2 separate regions of the Sus scrofa genome follow, and region 2 is linked to region 1. The links are chromatin contacts, called in public Hi-C maps. All regions are on one chromosome and are shown on one strand. The core of a region is the stretch at or near the end of the contact, and the rest is flanking DNA. Distances in the headings are between cores, read along the strand shown. Region 1 holds the start of NDUFB6 (NADH:ubiquinone oxidoreductase subunit B6). Region 2 holds the start of TMEM215 (transmembrane protein 215).

Evidence for each region. Hi-C and Micro-C count contacts between places; a contact is called where the count stands out from the background.
Region 2: a Hi-C map of skeletal muscle shows a contact between it and region 1, with 4 times the contacts expected there. The contact joins the promoter of TMEM215 here to the promoter of NDUFB6 in region 1. A contact is called at or near these places in 1 of 5 promoter capture datasets (liver) and 8 of 47 Hi-C or Micro-C datasets (embryonic fibroblasts, fetal skeletal muscle, mesenteric adipose tissue and 5 more).

The regions. Positions count from the first base shown.
Region 1 is chr10:33,847,246-33,851,010 of Sscrofa11.1, reverse strand. It overlaps NDUFB6 (NADH:ubiquinone oxidoreductase subunit B6), which reads right to left and starts at 1,668. Exons shown (of 4, transcript NM_001044554.2): 1 at 1,376-1,668. The coding sequence starts at 1,555.
Region 2 is chr10:33,668,751-33,672,515 of Sscrofa11.1, reverse strand. TMEM215 (transmembrane protein 215) reads left to right here and starts at 2,006. Exons shown (of 2, transcript XM_013980192.2): 1 at 2,006-2,471; 2 at 2,696-3,765. The coding sequence starts at 2,754. The coding sequence ends at 3,461.

The DNA of each region.
Region 1 (3,765 bases), core at 419-2,918:
ACATACTGTTTTTAAAAAGAGGAGTTCCTGTCCTGGCTCAGTGGTTAACAAATCTGACTAGCATCTGTGAGGACGCAGGTTCGATCCCTGGCCTTGCTGGGTGGGTTAAGGATCCTGTGTTGCCGTAAGCTGTGGTGGAGGTCGCTGACGCGGCTAGGATCTGGCACTGCTGTGGCTGTGGCATACGTAGGCTGGCGGATACAGCTCCGATTTGACCCCTAGCCTGGGAAACTCCATATGCTGCAGGTGCGGCCCCGAAAAGACCAAAAAAAAAAAAAAAAAAAAAAAGGGAAAGGCAAAAGTCATTTAAAACTGGAACTTTTCCAGGGCAGCCAATTTGAAAGAATAGGACCTATCCTTTCAGGGAAAGGACAATCTAAATTTTAAGTGTTATAATAGATATGATTATGGAAAAGGTTAACATGAAGTAAGTCAGATTTCAACAAATTATTATTTACTTCCTTAAATCGCTTGCTTGATGGGTGGTATGTCAACTTTCAACCAGTGGTTGCCAAATCAGTTAGTAAAATGTCAGAAATCCAAAGGGAGAAAAGAGGAGAGTTGACTTAGAGTTTAATTTTACCACCGTAAATAAGTATCTAATACCACTTGCTCAGAAAAATGTGCACCAGACTTCGTAGCTCAGTAAGAAAGTAGATACACATGGATTTCAATGTGAACTCGAATTCCTCACCCTGAGACCATGGCTACATCACTGAATTTTTGTAGGCCTCAGTTTCCACACTTAAAATTAAGATTAGGACCAATTTCTACCTTACAGGAGTCCAAAATAAAATTAAGTAACACATGTAAAACCCTTGAAAAATGTCAGGCATAAAGTAAGAACCCAATAGGACCCATTCTTATAAGATGATTACATGGAGCTGTACTACCAGTTAGAAGCACACTGTCTTCTAGGTTCGGTGTAATGGCAGTTAGTTTCTATAATCTCAACCTCAAAGATCAGACAAATGTCCTCAAATACCGAAATCACTGAATTTTAACTCTAGTGAATCCTTGGCTACCATTCTGAGGGAAGATTCCCACAGTCAAAAGAGATGCAAGGCTGCACCATCCTGTAAAACCCAGGCAAAGATTCACCTCCTACTCATCACACCTGACAGTTAAATGGTATGACAATCCCAAAGCCAAACGTGCTCCGGACTCCTGACCCCCAGGCCAAGACTCTAGGAACCAGACAGCGTTCCCACTACACCCAAGTCTCGGCAGAACCTAATTCCCCCTTGGGAAACTACCAGTACTTTCGGGGAAAGGGAGAATCAGTCCCTACCTAATGTTGCTACAGAGAGCAGGCGTCACAGCAGCCAGGCTGGGGACCGCGACGGGGCGGGGGTGGGAGAGGGCCATCACTCACCACGTTCTTCCAGGGGGCTCCATCCTGCAAAAACTTATTCCAGAATTGCTCCATAGGCCACACCCGCCGCGGGGGCAGCACCGGTTCCCGGGGGCTCAGCTCCTGATCCTTCAGCCATCGCCTTCTCAGCTCTCGCAGCTGCTGCAGTCGCAGTTTCTCGTCGGGCGTATATCCCGACATGTCGCCGCCGGTACCAAGGAAGCAAGACACGGCGCGCCCCTGAACGAGGGTCCTGTCACATACGCGCGCTTCCCCTTCTGCAAAGCGACCTTGCGAGGACACCTGGGAGCGGCGCGCCGTTACGACGTCACTGGGGTCCTGCCCTCGAGCGGCTCCAATCTGCGCGTAGTGACTAGGCATGCGCAAACTCCTGCAGACCCCCGCACCGCTTTACGCGCCCAGATTTCCAGAGAGAGGCGGTTACTGGCAGACAGTTAGCTACCGGATGAGGAGGGAAGTAATGAAAAACAGGAAGTATCAGAGGTCAGTGTACTAAACGCTCTGACCAGGAAGAACTGGTGTATTGGGAGCTGGAAGTATGTGAATATGTGACTCAATGAGTGACTTCTACATGCAAAATTCATTTGCCTCTCCCACCTTGGAATTCGTCCTCTTCCCGTAACCTAGAGTATGTGGGGGACCCTTTACATCCATGTTCTGGTAAAGAGTCCTTGAGCAGCTGTCTCGTCTGTTCCTTCATCAGTACTGCAGAAGTAGAAAGTCGCTTACTATCCAGCAGAATTAGACACGTTCACCCTTCGTACCAGCAATCCCACTTCTAGACCTCTAGTCTAAAGATACAGCGGTAAAAATATGAAAAGAATGTGCACAAACTGCAGCACTCTTTATAATAAAATCCTGTAAATTACCGCTCAATTTCTCAGTAAAGGGCTGGCTGAATAAGTTGTGGTACAATAACTAAATGAAATGCTTTGTATAAAACTGGAGAGAGCTACTGAGTACATAAGTTGTTAAGAGAAAAAAGCTAAACGGAGAGAAGTATGTATAGTATGCTACCTTTTATCCAAAAAGGGGAGGGTGGTAGTGATACTAAATGTATATATATACATATGTTTGTTCAAGTTTTTAAAATAATGGAAAGGAAAATTACTTTTTTTTTTAATGTTACCTATAGGAAGAGGAAGGGGGTAGGCTAGAAACAAGAAGGATAGAAGCTAAACGTCTCCAAATTGGTTTTTAAAAAGCACCCTCTAAAAATCAAAAGTAAAAATAGATGGATCTGACTGCTTGGCGGCATAATTTCAAAAACACACACCACTTCAGGTAACTTTATTTTTGCGTTTTAGGACTGTACCTGAGATATATGGAAGTTCTCAGTCTTAGGGGTTGAATCAGAGCTGCAGCCACCAACCTACACCACAGCCACAGCAACACCAAATCTGAGCTGAGTCTTCGACCTACGCCACCACTCACTGCAAACGCCAGATCCTTAACCCACTGAGCAGGGCCAGGGATGGAACGAACCTGCCTCCTGATGGATACTAACCAGTTTCGTTACAACTGAGCCACAATGGGGACTCCCACTTCAGGTAACTTTAAATCATCACATTATTGTACATCCATAGAGAGGTATACTTCAAAGACAAAAAGAACTGCAAGAAAGAAAGAAAGGAAAGAAAGAGAAAGAAAAAGAAAGAAAAGAGAAAGAAAGAAGTCAAACTGTTTTAAGTAACCATATCCTTGATAGTGATGGTGGTGATGGTATTGTTAACCTGCAACTGAAAATAAACGTTTAGGCCGGGATTTGTGTTATGAGAGAAAGGAGATACAAAGATAAATTGTATGAGTTTAAGTTAAAACTCTGTAGTCCTAAATTTGGACAGAGTCAGTATTAACTAATGATGTATTTCATCTTTAAATATATATAATTTTTGTCTTAGTGCTCCCCATTGAAATGGCTAAAAACAATGGCCAACCCAGTAACCTTGAACATCTTTAGTTCCTAGATTGTGATCTTTAAATACCATTTTCCATTAAAAGGAACCAAGTATTCCTTGGAGTGGCAGTTCTCAAACATTTTGCTCCCCAAATCTATTTTTTTTTTTTTTTGGTCTTTTGTTTTTTTAGGGCTGCACCTGTGGCATATGGAGGTTCCCAGTCCAGGGGTCTAATGGGAGCTGCAGCTGCCGGCCAACACCAGAGCCACGGCAACCTCAGATCCGAGGCACTTCTGTGACCTACACCACAGCTCATGGCACCGCTGAGTGAGGCCAAGGATCGAACCTGAAACCTCATGGTTCCTAGTCAGATTCGTTTCTGATGTACCATGATGGGAATTCCCCCGAATCTCTTAAAATTCCTAAAGTTGTTGATGCCCCAAAGAACTTTTGTTTATGTGGGTTATATCTATTGATGTTCACTGAATTAGA
Region 2 (3,765 bases), core at 757-3,256, 180 kb after region 1:
TGAGTGGCCAGGGACAGAGGAGAATAGAAAGGCTTTAGTGAAGGCCGGGAAAGAGAGAGCTTCACAAAGGTAAGCATGATCAATTGTTGTGACACATGTTGCTGGTTACTTCTCCAATGTTCATTCTTCTCTTTTTCCTTGCTAGCAAAAACCCTGATTTTTTTTTTCTTCAGAGTAGCAATCTGGTCCAAAAAAGCACCCCCTCCCAAGCAAAACCTTGATTTCCCAGGCTCCTTTGCACCTAGAGGTAACCTCATGACATCCTTCTGGCCCATTAGATATAAGCAGATGTCTATCTACTGAGTGGGGCTGCCAGGAAAAGAATTATTTTCCTGGGACAAATAATCAAACAGCTGGCATCTCACTTTTGCTCCTTGCCTTTCCCACTTTCTTCCTTCTTTCCAAAATAACGGTTCTATGTCCAAAGGTACAGCAGCTACCTAATGAGCCTGAGTACCAGGGACACACACAATAGAGGCTGGAGTGGAAAAACTGAGTCTTATTCCTGATCTACTCAGCAGAAAGAGTGGGAAACTTGGGAGTCAAGCTTGACTTCTACTGCCATCTCACTTCCTTTGATCCAAAACACTTTATTCTACCCTAAACATCCTTCAAATTCACTTTCTTCTTACCACCCTACTATCCCCGCATCATTGAGACCCATGTGATGCCTTGCCTGGCTTACTGAACTGTCGTCCTATAGAGACTTCCCAACCTGTCTTCTAATCTGCTGTCACCAGGGAATGCTTTTGTGTTGATTCCCGCTTAAAATGCTTCCACAATTCTTCAGTACTTGTTGGATAAAGTCAAAAGTCCCTAGCCCCACAGACAGGCTCTTTGTGATTTGGCTCATGCCTTACATTGACTATCGTATACTATGCAAATATATATTTCATCCTTTTTTTTTTTTAACAAGAATCCTGTACCAAGTATTGTGCTAGGAATTTTACATTTATTTAGTCCTCGTAATGTTTGTTACTTCACATATTTGATAGTTAATAGTCTCATTTTACAGATGGTTCAACTGATTCTCAGACAGCTTAAGTCACTTGCCCAATAATGAACACAAACCTAATTTAGGTGGGAAAGGTCTGGATGTCAAAATTCTTTCCACCAAGGCAGGGCCCTACCTGAAAGAATGTAGTTTCCTCCCTCTCACGCCCCTCATCCCCCACTCCCACCTCTCCACACCCAGTTCATTAATTCCCCAAAAGTTGAAGAACCATGGCCAAAGCCAGTCTTGCCCCTGGGGCTAGGGTAAGCCCCAGTCTAGCCCCTGCTGAGGTTGGGGAGGAAGCTCAGGAGTTAGGACTCCAGGTTCAGCAAAGGAGAGAATCGCACAAAGCTAGAACTGCATCTCGGGCTACTTGTCCTGACCCGCCCAGTTAAGGCCCTGCCTTCTCCTCACTACCTGTGTATTAGAAATGCAGGAATGGGGAGCCTGGGCTAGAGACCCTTTTTTCCTTGACCCAGCCGGCGAGGCTGGCACCACAATCGTGTTGGAGTGGGATCCAGGCTTTAAGTCCACCCCCCTCTAGGATCCAGAGCTGTAAGACCAGGGCCCAAGTAGGACCTGGCACCTCCCTGCCCACTAACTCAGCCTGGGCACTAGTTCGGTGTGCTCTGGCAACGCAGCCTGCTCTGCTGCTAGAGCGCTTTTGCGCGCCACTGCCACCCAGCGCCCCAAACCAGAACTGCCGCGGGCAGCGGGACCCTGGAGGAGCATGCCCTCCGAGCCCTGAGAGCCTCGACGTTCAGGGAGGTCGGGAACCTTCTGTGAACTGCTATAGGTTGGATCAGTTCATCCAGATCTGTAACTAGAGAAGGATCCAAGTCCCCGAGGGACATCTTCAGCTGGCAGCTCTTGCCCTCAGACCATGGACTCCAAGCCCAGGCTGCCCCGTGGGCAAACTGGCCCGACTTAAGCTCTCCGGCCCGCGGTAGCCTTGCACCCCGGACCCTCCTCGGGCGCGGAAGCGGGTCCCGCCGCCCAGCTCAGCCATCCCGCGCAGAGGCGGGAAGAACTCGGGCTGCTCCAAGTATCTCGACTGGACCCTGAGCAGCCTCTTCTGCCCGGGTGGCCTCTCCTCAGGGTCTAACCACCTCGCGCCCCCGCGCGTCCGTCTTTGTTTCTGAGCTTGCTCTGAAAGTGATGTAACGAGGCCAGGCTCGCGAGCCGCTTTCCCTCTTTCCTAGATTAAGTCCTTCCTCCCTTCAGCTCCCGCGCTCTGCGAGCAGAGCTGAGCGCTGGGCTGCACACTGCTCCGCTCCCAAAGCCCTGGAGACCGACGGGCACAGTTGGGAAAGACAGGCTCCCACGTCCCACCTCCTGGATGCAAAATCGGTGGGAAAAGGCAGGCTTTCCTTCCAGAAACAAGGGAGAGAGCCGAGGGGACAGCTGCTGTGGAGATTTTTAAGGAGACTCAGACTGGCTTCTTTCCCTGCTCCTGGGAGACGACAAGAAACCTCAGGTACCTCAGTGACCCCAGTCGGTGGATGCCTGTATGAGAGAGAGGCAGGGGTGCGCTAGGAAGAAAGAGACAGAGAAAGAGGGGGAAACAGAGACAGAGATCCTGACTGACATACAGATAGAGTGGCAGAGGCAAGGAGTAAGAGAGACAGTTGGGTTGGGAAACTGACTTGGGTTTTTTGTTTTGTTTTGTTTTTTAACACAGTGCAGTTTTGCCTCTGACAGTAGAGAAGAACGTTGCTCCCTGGCCAGCAGGTAGCCCCCAACCTGAATGGAGTGAAAGATGCGGCCTGATGACATTAACCCAAGGACTGGTCTGGTTGTGGCCCTGGTCAGTGTCTTCCTGGTCTTTGGCTTCATGTTCACGGTTTCTGGGATGAAAGGAGAGACTCTGGGAAACATCCCCCTCCTGGCCATAGGGCCAGCCATCTGCCTACCAGGCATCGCGGCCATTGCCCTGGCCAGGAAAACTGAGGGATGCACCAAGTGGCCGGAGAATGAGCTGCTATGGGTCCGCAAGTTGCCCTGTTTCCGGAAACCCAAGGATAAGGAGGTGGTGGAACTGCTGAGGACCCCTTCAGACCTGGAGTCAGGCAAGGGAAGTTCAGATGAGCTGGCGAAGAAGGCGGGCCTCAGGGGGAAGCCTCCCCTCCAAGGGCAGGGCGAGGTGCCTGGGGCCAGCTCCATCACCACCCCCACACCCATGAAGGAAGGAGAATGTCAGAGCCCTGTCCAGAGCAGGCATCGAGAGGAGACATCCAGATACCTGGATGGCTACTGTCCCTCAGGCAGTTCCATCACCTACAGTGCCTTGGACGTCAAGTGCTCAGCCTGGGACAAGTCTGAGTGCCCTGAGCCCGAGGACAGCATCTTCTTTGTGCCCCAGGACAGTATCATTGTTTGCTCCTACAAGCAGAACAGCCCCTATGACAGATACTGTTGTTACATCAATCAGAGCCAAGGCAGGTGGGATCACGAGACAATAGTCTAAGCTTTGCATAAGAGGGTTGCTGTGTTGACAGATACATGACTACACGCAGCTCCCATTGGAAGGAAACTGCCCTGCTCCAGCAGCCTTCACACTGTTAGAAACTAACCTGGTATGTGATGGGTGTGCAAATCTCCGGTGCCTGAGAGCCATGTAAATTAGGCACGTTGGGGACATTTTAGGGAAGGGTGATAAGGGTTAAAGACACTGAAAGAGGCAATGGGTCGAAAAGCAAACAGTTCAAATTGCTTTTTAACAATTTAAACCATGTTCGATGTTCTGTAAAATAACCCCAAAAGTGCTACCC